2 separate regions of the Zea mays genome follow, and region 2 is linked to region 1. Evidence: chromatin contacts called from public Hi-C data. All regions are on one chromosome and are shown on one strand. Each heading gives the region's core, a stretch centred on a gene start, on an enhancer-like site or on the middle of the called end of the contact. The rest is flanking DNA. Distances are from core to core; before and after follow the strand shown.

The links. A called contact is a pair of places that touch in the nucleus more often than the background predicts.
Region 2: a contact with region 1 is called in a Hi-C map of tassel, with 2.4 times the contacts expected there. The contact joins the promoter of LOC100500975 here to the promoter of LOC542172 in region 1. A contact is called at or near these places in 4 of 25 Hi-C or Micro-C datasets (bundle sheath, endosperm, leaf and 1 more).

What each region holds. Positions count from the first base shown.
Region 1 is chr3:35,931,268-35,938,349 of Zm-B73-REFERENCE-NAM-5.0, forward strand. It overlaps LOC542172, which reads right to left and starts at 5,176. Exons shown (of 3, transcript NM_001111792.2): 1 at 4,837-5,176; 2 at 4,600-4,731; 3 at 1-615. The coding sequence starts at 4,965. The coding sequence ends at 295.
Region 2 is chr3:36,126,186-36,132,535 of Zm-B73-REFERENCE-NAM-5.0, forward strand. It overlaps LOC100500975, which reads right to left and starts at 2,807. Exons shown (of 2, transcript NM_001174228.2): 1 at 2,739-2,807; 2 at 64-455. The coding sequence starts at 440. The coding sequence ends at 249.

The DNA of each region.
Region 1 (7,082 bases), core at 3,926-6,425:
TCCACCACACCAAAGCAGCTGGCGAACAATGCGCTGCTTCATGTAACGTGATTACATAACTTCTAGCTGACCCGAAGAAGTCGCATTTTTTTTAACCGTTTAGACCACCCCAAGAAACAATCAGAAGAGAAAGTAGACCCCACATCACATATCTAGGATTAACACCGACTTACAAGCTTTGCCTATCACTAGCTACCATAAACCTTTCCATGCAGCTGCCATGTCACGACCAGACTTGATTTCAACCCTCCTGCGAAAGCAGCAGCGCCATGGACAAAAGAGGACAGCAGCGACTCACTTGATGTACTGAGACATCCATTTGAAGCCTTCGCCATAGCCCATCTTGCGCACCACACTGCACATGAAGATCTCCAGGGGCCGGACATTGGAGTCGGCCAAGTTCACGTTGCCCTTCCCGGTTGTGAAGTTGCTCAGGCCGAGGTAGTACCTCAGCTCCTCCTCTGAAGCCGCGTATGGGATGTCAATCTTGTTGCCCAGTATGAGGAAAGGAACGTTTGCAAGGGAGTCATCTGCAAGAAGCGCATCAAGCTCCTTCTTCGACTCGGCAAAACGTTCCTTGTCAACAGCATCCACCAAGTACACAACAGCATCAACCTATGACAGGTAAAAGTTCAGAAACATCCAACCAAACCATATGCCAAAACATTACAGCTGTGAAGCATAAAACTCATCAGGTTCAGTTACAACTCACAGTTAACTGTTAAAAGTGTGGAGCACAGAACTCATCAAATTCAGTTACAATTTATAGTTAATTGTTAAAACTATGGATCATATACATCAAGCAGTGACTGAATTTAGGCCCAAGCACTACTTACATGCCTAGTGCAAAACATACATATTTTCCTGACCATACCTTGTACAAAAGCTGAATCCGTACGGTTCAAACATGAGTGTCCCAAAAAGATAAACAGATGGCCCAAGAAACTTATGTTTGACAACATGCAGCAGCAGCATGTAAGTAACATCTTTTGAGCTGCAGTGGGATGGAAACCAAGATGCAATGCATGGTGTCAGTTCTCAGCTTGCGGAAGTGACCCACAGCTGTTAATGACGTTGGGGAAGATTTGATGCCATTTACATGAAATGAGTATACAAATTCAAGTTTTGAATTATTTCTCGACGGATTTACATGTTCCCTCCATGTATTCACTTCCCTTGTAGCCAAATAGTGAAATTGGTCACCAAACTAGATCATTCTGTTGTTCCCATCATTAGGACAGCCTGGGTTTATTTTTGCAAAACCCATAAACTGAGGTACTTTGGCAAGTCTCTTCCAAGAACAGTACAGAGCCCCAAGTCAAGGACTCCTCTAAAGCCCTCCAGTTTTCTAACACAGATAGACCATGGCTCAGTGTGCGAGAGCTTTGCACTCCGAGCACTTAAGATTATCCACACTGCCGCCATATATAACACAAAAAATGTGACCATAACTGGTTTACCACTAGCAGAACTCTACCTCTACTTTCTGTCCAGTCAGTCCCGAACCAAACTACACCTCTGCACAGGTAATGGGCTGCAGAGCCTCTATCCAAGGGCACTGGCCACCACTCCCAATGTGGAGACTGTTCCACCCAAGGTTGGCACATGACACCTTAAGAGGTGAACCAGCCAGGAAATATTTTATATTAGGCTCTCCTTTGCTAAAAGCATGGAAAAGGACATCTGTCTTGTTCCAACCTTTCTAGGTTAGCCAGTGTTTCTGAATTTGAGAACCTCAGGCAAACTCAGGTGTATTCAGCAAGACTCGTCGAAGAACAGAACAAAGCATCAAGCCATCAAGTTGAGGGTTTCCATTGAAAGCTTTCTAGTTTCTTTCAGAAAAAATTGACCAAGAACCAGTGTATGTGAAGAGCTTTGCACCTGTAGCACTCAGGCTTCCCATGCTGCCAAATTACCACAAAAACTATGACACTATCCTGTATATGAACTATCAGTCTATCACACATGGAGTTATTCACAGGCACATTCCACAATATTATTAGTGGTAAGATGGTCAAGTGGGAAACCTGCAGTCATACATTTGGAAAGCTCTCCGGACACAGTGATACTTATACAATTTTCCATATTTTTTTATTTCAAGTCATGCTTCAATGATTAAAGAACATATAAGAATAAAAAAGGACATCTGTTCCCCATTCTAGGTCCAATGGGGGTCAGACTCATTCAAGACCAGTACAAAGTATGCAGTGTTAGAGCAGCCCAAGCGTATACACGGAAATCAAACTGCTCGCATAAATTGAATGGAGCACATTGGAGCAGTCAAATTCTAAGTGTAAGACACAAAAATGAACTGCAAAGATGATCTGAACATGAGCTACACAGCTGATTAAAATATTCCACGTACAGGACGAGGCATGAGAATCTCCACACCTCCATATCGGCAGTGATCGTGCCGGCGCCGACGGCTGTGCGAAAAGCAGCAGCGCCAGGAGGCAGTGCAGGAGGATCACCAGCCATAGTAGCCAGTACAGTGGATGAGGCGCACACAAGGAGCAGTGGTGGCAAAAGGCGAAAGGCTAAACCTAGACGAATGATACCAGAAAGCAACAGAAATAGCGTAGAATAATGGATTGATTTATTGGAGAGACCATATAAATAAGGGAGAGATCTTGTGGCTTATGGAAACAGAACCAGATGAGATCTTCTCGTATCTTTCCAATCATATACAAGGGCTGGCCTGCTATACCTGGCATGTACCCATACCATATATGACAATCTAACATATACATGGGCCGGTCTGCTATACCTTAAACATACCCATACCGTATATACACACACCATATATGTCAGTCTAACAGAAAAAGTCCATAACACAAAGATGGAGGACCAAAATTGCCCAATAGTTGTAAGTTGGCATCCCAGACTTATCAATGGCAACTTGGTCAGATGAGAAGTATGAACTATACATTTGAAAATATCTCCAAAACAACTGATACAGGAATATATTTTCCACAATCTTATTTCAGATTGCATGTTAACAAAATAACAAAGAACATTATAGACAAAGGACATTTGTCATGCTCCAACAACACCAGGTCAGATGGAATTCTTTAAATATATGAAAAACAGGTGAACTCAAGCGTTTTCAGCAAGTATATTCAATAAGATTACAAATCTGAGCATTCTTTTTGAAGCCTTATTTTTATTTTAAAAATGAATAGGATCAGTGTGTCTGGAGAACTTCACACTCATGGTACTCAGACTTCCCACATTAGTGAATTTACCACAAAAATTGTGACATGAACCTGTTTAGCACCGGTGGACAACTTTACCTACCCATCTTCAGCCATGGCAAAAGTTTGATGTTTGCCAGTGAGGATGGAGCGGAACTGCACAATAGTTGTAAACAGGCACTTCATAGTATTACTAGCGGTAATTCAGCCATACTGTCTAAGCACGCAAAAGGGCCTCTAACTAAATTGGTTAGGTGACCTGAGTAGCACTCCTTACGTTCTAAGTTCGATTCCCCGTTGTAGGGAATTTAGGCCGGGGTTACAAAAATCCTCTCATCGGTCCCACACCAAAGCAAAGTTCTAAGGCCCGGCCTCACTCATCCGTTCTCACATGGGCTACGGTGCCGCTGTGCCCCCCCCCCCCCACTGGGTTGGTTTTTTTTACCATGTAAGCACAATGATTCATTGACAATCTTCCCATATTTTGTTAAAGTTGTGTTATGCCAAAATAAAGAATATCATAAAAAAATGAGAGCACTAGACATAAGCTCAAATGTTTGTTCTGCTCTGGAAAGGCAACACCCTTGCTAGGAAATACTCACTCCATTCTAAATTGTAAGTCTGTTCTAGTTTTTCTAGATATAACTTTTGCTCTCGATCTACATTATGTTTAGGTACATAATAAAAGCTATGTATCTTGAGAAGGCATAAGGATGTGTAATTTGGAACAGAGAGTACAAACTAGTTCCACTTGCACAGGTGGAATGTGTAATCTTCTCGTATACAGATATCACATCCTAAAAACCTCACTGAATGTTTGATGGTAAATAATCAATGGCACCATTAGGTAACCCACTAAATTACAGCGGGCCATTGAAATGGGCAGCTAATATGTACGTCGGAGCTCGAATAAGCACAACAGGGATGTTCTAATATCTCTAGGAATCACATCGTGATCAAGTGGCCAAAATCAAGACCCAGTGGATCAGTCATCCTTGGTTGCATGAGGCTATCTTCTCAAGATCATAGATCTGGGTATGCTGTAGCCTTCTATAAATTTTCTGCTTGTCCTATAGCACCTTACATATTTGGTTATTCAGATGTAGCATTCCTAACCCCAGATACTACTTATATATCTAAAACCCTATTGCCTCTGTCTCAACCAAAATTCCAACGCCAAAACACACAGAAACAGTACATTGAAGCACTCTAACAATAATAAGCAACGAAATTCAGATGACATTGAAGCACTCTAACAATAATAAGCAACGAAATTCAGATGTCGTTTAACCCGAGATAAAATTCTACTGTCTTCGTCCCAACCCAAATTCCAATACCAAATCACACAAAAACTGAACCAAGACGTAATTAATAAGAAGCCAGCAGCTGAAGGAAGAAAGGCAACCTTGGCGTAGTAGTCCTTCCAGACGCGGCGGGCGATCTGGTGGCCCCCAAGGTCGAACGCCTTGAACTTGATCCTGCCGATGCTCAACTCTTCTGACGTGGGGTACTGCGTCGGCTGGTGCTGTACGAGCCGCTGCGATGAACCCAATCGAACCAGATCAGGAATCCCCGTTAAGTCGAAAGCATATAAGACTGGAATTCGCAAGGAAAAGGGGCGGATGTCGGAGGTAGAGAGGACCTCGTCCTTCAGCATGTGGAGGAGGGTGGTCTTGCCGGCGTTGTCGAGGCCAAGGAAGAGGATCTTAGCCTCCTTCTGCCACAGCCCAAGCGATGCCAGCACCCCATAGAACCAGTCCACCAGGAACATCTTTACAACTCCGGCGCTCCTCTTCCTCTTCCTCTTCGCACTCCGGCAGCAGATCAAACGACGACGCCTCTCTCTTGCCTTGCCCTTGTCCCTTTTCCTCTCTCCGTCTTTCGACGGGAAGAATATTTCTTCCCCTCTTCTTCTCCTTGTGCCCTGCGTGCTGTATTCTAGATTCTTCGGTGGCGTCTACTTGTTCTAGAACAACTTACCTCTACCGTCAGATCAGATCACAAGCGGTCATTACGCTGCAGCGTGAGAGCATCCAACAAACTGGTTTATAGAAATTAAGTTGATTCTAAATATATTGATTTATAATTTAATTTATAAAAATTAGATTCTCTTAAAAATTGAGAAGCTGACTATTCCTAGCTAAAAAATAAAAATCAAATTTTAAAAAAAAATCTGAGTTACTTCCAAACATGACATAAGAAAACCAAGAACATAGAAATAATGGAAATGCTAAAAACCCATCTACTTAGGTCCTATTTGGAAACGAGCTAGTTTTTAAGAATCTAGATTCTATCTCCAGTTTCTAGGAACTGGTTTATAAAAAAACTGAATAACAGTGTTTGAAACCACCTAAATTCCTATAAACTAGTTTTAGTTGGAAAAGACTAGCTTTTTAGTTTTTAAGAAACTGGTAATCTAGTTTTTATAAACTGTGACATAATCTGATACGTTTAGAATCATCACAGTTTTTATAAACCATTTTTTTTACAAACTGAGGGCTTTCAAACAGGCCTTAAAATATAAAGCAATATTTTCCTCCGAAAATCAAAGACTTCTATAGGGATATAAACCCACCCTCTTATGTAACCGTACAATCAATTAAATGGTGATTGAATGTACAAGTACGTATGGAGGCGATACATATTACTCACTCCGACTCAAACTCAAAATAGTATTTATTTTAGCTCTTAGTTTTTATATCTATATTCAAATAAATGAAGATGAATCTAAACACATATATAAAATATTAGTTATGTGCTCGTACGTTGCCACGGAAGTTGCAACTAAAAGGAGCAACCAAAACATAGCTTAAACTTACAAGAACAAGTGATTAGATTACTTGGAACACACTTTTGAAATAAAAATAGCATCTTCTGACGGCAACAGGTCATTATACAACAAATATAAAACCATACTACCTTCGTTCTCGAATATTTGTCGTCCGCTAGTTCATTTTTGAGCTAAACCGCGACAAATAGAAAATAATGGAGGGAGTACATGCTAACAAAAAGTTGGATAGACCCATTATACATTTTTAATTTTTCTGGAGTTCGCCTTGTGCGTACGCAGCAATTTGGCTATGTATGTCAGCCATGGCCAACTTTGGGGATGTCGTACTGCTTGCTGAGGTTGGCCATGTACTGGTTAAAGTCCTGGATGCGATCCCTGTGCGACTTGTTGGCAACTTTGGCCATCTTCTACATGTCGATCTTCCGCGTCTATTCCATGTAGCGTCGCTCCGCCGGTGTCAGATAGTTGTAGTTGGGATGTGGATTCCCTTCTTCATCTCCCATCTTGCCAGCTTCAACCAGCACATTGTCATTATTAGGGTTGGTTGGTACGTCAGAGTTCCCCCTAAGAATAACCATTGGATTAGATATGAAGTGAGTTGTAACCAGGTGAAAATGACTTCAGATTCATGAAGTCCAGTTACAGAAAAAACAAAAGGTGGTACAACGTATATGTAAAACGGAACAAGTTGTTGGAAAGATGAACCAAGCTCCACATGGGCAACTACCTATTTACCAACAAAGCGAGAAATTCCTATCGACGACCTCGGGCGTTAGCAAAAAATCACTATGGCATACAACTCTACATATTATATTCGTAAGGACTGATCGACCGAAAACATGAGAAAACTGTCAAATCATATCCTGTCATAACACTAACTAACCCAAGTCGTCGAACAAAAACATTGTCACTGCATATAGGTGAACAACTGAGTGGACGAGAAGGTTACATGACCAGTGTTCTTGTTTGTTCTGCAATCAGTACACATAGCCACTGACAACACTTACCACCACAAACTAACTAACAAATTCCTCAATAATGCCTCCAAGATCCTTTAGCAAAAACATGAATACAAAAACAACATATATACATCGACT
Region 2 (6,350 bases), core at 1,557-4,056, 190 kb after region 1:
TTCTGGGCTAACGTCACAGGCACAGACTTCAAAGTAAAGCAGTTCCAGGAGCAGAGGCAATCGGATCATCAAAGGATAATAAAAGGGAAGAAATTCAACATACATATCATCGGCTACGGTGTAACCGTATCAACATACAACCTATCCATGTCCCATGAACCCCATTTGCTAGACAGCAACAACCAAAAATTTTACCCCAACCGGATGATACAACAACAGCGAGATCAGCCACGCAGTCGGAAGGGGGATCAGTTCCCCTGGGCGCCCACTGCCTCCGCTGCTCCTGTGCCTGCCCAGCAGTACCTGTAGGCAGCGTAAACGGAGGACACAACCAGGACGCCGAGGATCATGTAGGTGACGATCGTGGCCACGCTGATTTGGCCGGGGACCTTCTTCACCTTGCTTTGCGCGAGCAAGGCCTTCGGCTTGATCTTCGCCATGTTGCGCCGCGGCCTCTGCTAGTCACAAGAACAAGATCAAAAGAAGACGACTAGAATTATTTTCTTTTTGTTGGACCATCGTCAACCAAACAGCATACAAGGTGATTACGGAACCAACGATAGATTTGTAATAGCGACACCGCCTCAGGTTGTCAGAACACAAACATGTTGCTAATGTGACTGTTCTTTCCAGGCTGATAATACCTGGTTCACAGTCTATGAAATGAAATACACAAGCAGAATATACTTTTTTTTTCATGCGCCACGAATTCATGCTCATTTGCAAACTATAGGATGTATAATTTTTCAGTTGAAACTTGAAATACCTGGTGGACAGGGCAAACAAAGATATTCTCATGGGGTTATTTGGAGATTGACACCAGGAGCAACTAACCTACTTGGATACTCCATGGCAGAACATAAGTTTAATGTAAGAGTTACTTGTCTTATTACATGGGATAAGGCCCATATTAATAAAGAGTGGCACAAACAAAAAAGGTTCAAGAGTTCATTTATCCAACTTTGCACCCTGACTTGACTTCGGCACTCCTCTACCAATGGAATGGCTTTACAGGCAGCAGCAGTAACCAGCAAGGTAATTAAACATATCACCCTTTTCTTCCATCCTCCAAGAATCTCTTTTACTATTTCTTGAAATACAGGCAAGGTGTGTTCATGTTGTTGTTGCATTTATATGGTTTCTGAAATAGCAGTACCATACGAGCTACAGAGCTAAGCATGTTCAAACTACCGACAGGGGAAAAGCATATAATCTGATGGCAAAAGCAATGAGACTGGTTCTAAAACTCCATGGCACAACAAAAGTTTCTAGCCAATCTTACTCATATGACATAGCATAATGTACTTTAATAAGGATACACAAAATAAAAAAGGTTCACGAATATATTTCTTCATTGCAGCCTGACTAGACTTCTGCACACCTCTATCAATTTTCTGCCTTGATAGGAAGCAGCACTGCCTAATCAATCAAGACACCCCTCTCATTCACTCTCCTCCAAGAATATCTCTTACTAATTAAAATTAGGGCCAGGGAATTTTCATACTTTGTTTTTGTGCTAGTAGAGTAGGAAAGTCATACAGGAAAAATCTAAATGGTTAAGAAAAGATATTTAAAGCAGCAAAAAGAGTTTCAACAAGAATAAATTTGGGCACTAGTATTGATAACAGTATCTTCTCTTTTCTTGCTGTGCATATGAAAATGCTAGGTAAATCAATCACAAGAAGAAAAAAAACTGAGTTTTTGTTTACATCATGGACAATGTCCTAGCCTAGCATAAATGTTGACTTGCCACCTAAAATGACCTGAACACACTTTGGTTCAGCATATGTATCACCTGCTTACATACTACGGAGCGTAGCTTCCTTCACTAAATGACACTGTGATTCTCTAGATTACGGGTACAGGCCGAGGGTATGCACACTGGTCATGCTTATACTGGTCTAAACCCATTTCCGACTGGGTCAAAGAAGATGACCGGACTAATGCTGCATGACCACTGACCAAGGGCGGACTTAGCATAAGCCACAGGGATTCAAATGCATCCTAGTTTTTTTTCCTGGAAGAGGAAAGCTATCAAGTGATATACAATGCCCAGGAGCAGGGTCAAAGGCGACGATTGAACTAAAGACTATCCTGGTGTAGTAGACTCAGAAGGCGTGGGATCCAGATGAGCACTCGCAGTTGTCTATTAAAAAAAAGTTTGCTACCTTCTTAGGCTCCTGTTTGGAACCTCTAAAACTACTAAAAATGAGTTATTGGGTTCCAAACACCATCAGCTAATACCGCAGCTAATTGTTAGCTACCTCACAGCTAATAATTAGTTTGGCTCAACCCAGCTAATAATTTATTAGCTGGCTAACTATTAGTTGTAGGGGTTTGAAACAGGGCCTTAGTTATCCACGCAGCAAACAAAACAGGCGGAGTGGAGCATCGACCTAGCAAGAAAAATACTTGGATCGATTTCTCTTTGTCCGTAAGAAAAAGAGCAGATGCTTAGAGGGTGCGAAATCACACCACACGGCTCCTTGCCGACGAAAAGCACGGGTGGCTTATCACTGTCGATCCCGCAAGTACGCACGGGAGTAAATGCTCTACCAACGATCTCGCTACCAGCAGCAGGTCCCCGACGCAGCAGAGCAGACCGGACCGAATCATGGACAAGCTGAACGGATCGGAGAGGGAAAAGGCGTAACCGGAATCGAGGTCCCCCAACGAAGTAAAAGATCCCGCAGGTGAGAACGAGCGGTTTATCTAAGCGAAGGCAGGGGCATCCTTACCCGGAAGGACGAGAGCAGACCAAGCGCGGACGGAGTAGCACCCTTGGAGACGAGAAGCCGAGAACAAACGAGGCCTCGGACGCCTACCCGCCTATATGAATAGTCTCGGGGGGAGGACCGGAAGGAGAAGGGGGGGGGGGGGGGGGGGGGGGGGGGGGAGAGTGGATCTAGATCGAGGCGTGTTGGAAGTTGGGGAGGAAACAACGAAACGCTGTTCAACCGCGGGTGCGAGCTGGAAAGGAATCAGCCCTCGTGCGAGTGCGACGACCATTCGTCTCCGATTGGTTTTCGTCCCGAATTTTTTGTATTTTAGCCATTTTTCGGAAAAAAATTCACGTTTAGACCTAAAAAAATTTTAAATGCAGTTTTGGACCCTTTGCTCGGCGCCATAGCCTGTGGCGCCGAAGTAACACAGCTCGGCGCCATAGGCTATGGCGCCGAGGTCGTGTTGCGTTGGCACAACCCAGACGCGTGGCGTCGACGTGGCACCGAGCTCGGCGCCACAGATCTTGGCGCCGAGCTCGGTTGTGTTATTAACATATTTGTTGCAGACATGAGCACAAAGCCCAGCTAGCCCACTTGGTGGAGCACAAGGCTTCTAACCTTGTGGTTGTGGGTTCAAACCCCACAGTTTGCATTTTTATTTGGTTTTTTTTTGTTTATGTCGCTGGTGTGTCCGTTCAAATTTATTTCTCACCTATATTTTTTTATCTAGCCACTACTCATTTAAAAAAAACCAATATATTTGATGGTGCGAATTACATACGTTGGCACAAAAACTAGCTTCACTGTTTTGTTTGTTTTTTTGTTTTTTGCTCAGAGGCAATCTTGGCCTACTTTCCAAGGCTTATTCCAATCCTCCAAATTAAACTCTCAAAAGAGATGCTTAGGAGCAAACTGGTGCCTGGATTTTCTCGATGATAACCGATGAGCACAGTGATGCATTTAAAACGGATAGAAATAAGTTCACGAAAAAACTACAAAATAAAAAAGCTCTTAACTTCAATAGTAATGAAGAATATGCTCGAACTAGCTAGAAATATATCAATCAACTAGTGATACGATGCTTTTAAAAGGTTACTGGAGCATGCATGAATCCAAGGAAATAATTGGATCGCAGAACGAACACTCGTAAGTCTAAAAGAGGCTAAAATAGTGTCATGGACATATATACACAATACGTACACATAGGTTTATTTGTGGCAGGCCATCACAATTCATCTGAACGTACCGGCCGGGTAGATTGAAAGCATTTTTAGAAATAAATTTGAACGGACACACCAGCGACATAAACAAAAAAAACCAAATAAAAATGCAAACTGTGGGGTTTGAACCCACGACCACAAGGTTAGAAGCCTTGTGCTCCACCAAGTGGGCTAGCTGGGCTTTGTGCTCATGTCTGCAACAAATATGTTAATAACACAACCGAGCTCGGCGCCAAGATCTGTGGCGCCGAGCTCGGTGCCACGTCGACGCCACGCGTCTGGGTTGTGCCAACGCAACACGACCTCGGCGCCATAGCCTATGGCGCCGAGCTGTGTTACTTCGGCGCCACAGGCTATGGCGCCGAGCAAAGGGTCCAAAACTGCATTTAAAATTTTTTTAGGTCTAAACGTAAATTTACTTCTGTTTAAGGGCTAAAATACAAAAAATTCGGGGTTTTCGTCTATATTGTGATTGTGACCTAGATCCTACTCTCTCTCTCTCTCTCTCTTTCTAAAATCTCTCTGCTCTTACAGTTTTGAGACCGTTCACTGTAAAAAAACCTAGATCCTAAATGGACTGCCGCTATACGCCAAACTCTCTACGCCACAGCACAAAAATGTATCTACGCTGCCACCAGCGAGGATACCCAGCACCCCACGTGGCAAATACGAAGTGGTGCCAACTAATCTGGCATGGGGGGCGGAGGTTCTGTCCCAAGGAGGCCAGAGATCTAGAGCAATCAACCGGGCGAAGTGCACAGCCTCCCTCTCGCCCCTGCCACGTCAGCTCTCGCCTCCACTCTCGCCCCTGCTGCTCCAGTGCACAGGCTGCAGCAGGCTACAGCGTCAGGCTATAGCCACGTCAGCTTTTCTATTTCAGAATTAAGTAATTCACGCGGATTTATTTCAACGCTCAGAAAACACACAACATAATATTTTTTATTGAATTAAAATTACAAAGTACATAATAATTAAAATAAAATGACATGATAATTAAAATAAAATTACATAACTCTAATCGGACTCCTCGATCTCATCCTCATCTTCCTCCTCTTCACGTTCCGCTTCCGGTTCCTCTTCTTCGTCATCTACCAGACCAAGTTCTTTTTCGACCATCTTTACGGCCCTGCCATGGGTACGTCTTTCAGCCGGGTCCATATCTTTGGATGCTTTTCCTTCGGCACGGGATTTTTCTCAGCTTGGTTTTTAGATCCAACAGATAAAGGTGCAACTGGAGGAGGTGCTCCATACGTAGGTGGAGCATATGGATGAGGTGCTCCATACGGAGGTGGAGCATATGGAGCATAAGGAGGTACTCCATACGGAGGTGGAGCATATGGAGGAGGGGCGTATGGAGGTATCTGGAAAGAAGCTTGACTTCCGTCCGCAGCAGGTGGGGGAGGGGCATACGGACGTACCGGAAATGAGGCTTGAATTCCGGCTTGGGAAGTTGGAGGTTGACCATATGAAGACGGTGGATATTGATACAAATGATAGGGATAAGGGTATGGTGGTGGACGCGCAGCCGGAAATAGTGCATGGGGGAGTGAGGCTGAAACATCGGAGCGACGATATAGTGAAGAAGACTCATCTAACGGAAGGGTTGTAGGTGACCCATCGGACTGCAAGAGATCCGTGAAGGTGTTCAAATCTGGGGACCAACCCGACATTGTGTGAAGAAAGGGGAGTTTGGAAGAGAAAAATGAAATGGAATGGTGTGTGGAATGAGCTCCACCCGGGTAGGGGTATATATAGATGGATTGGGGATGAAATTTGTGATTTTTTGTAATTTTTTTCGAATTTTTTGGACTCCAAACGGTCAAAAACGGCTAGTTGCAACGGCTAGCACACGTGGACCAATCAGAAGCCGCCACCTCACTGTCGCCCCTCGCTCTCGCTCGCGAAGACGCCATCGCCAACGCGTCGCCCCGCTCTCGCCTGCCTATCGCCTCCCTCTGCCCGGCGCGCGCTCCAGTGCAGGCGAGAGCGGGCGATATCGCCCGCTCTCGCCGGGCGGTGGCAATAGCGCCCGCCGGGTCGCTCTCGCCCGCCTCCAGCCCCGCTCTCGCCTCCTGCTGGGCGCTATCGCCCTCACTATAACCTGCATTGGCACCAGCCTAAACCGCAGCGATGCAGCGGGTGGTAGAGAAGAGTAGATAAGAGGCGGGGGTGGGGGGGGATACCTTGTAGAACGGAGGGCGAGAACAAGGAGCTCGCTGGAGGGGGAAGGGAAGACCAGAGAGGAGTGGATGCGTTGGGGGCTTGGGGTTGGGGCTGGGGCCGGCACGGTGAGTGGTGGCGCTTCCAAATCTTTTTACTCGCGTGCTTTTGCGGTTATTATTGAAACATACCACATCCACATGGACTCCTTCACATTTGCTTCTGAAAAAACCCGATCCAGCAGGTA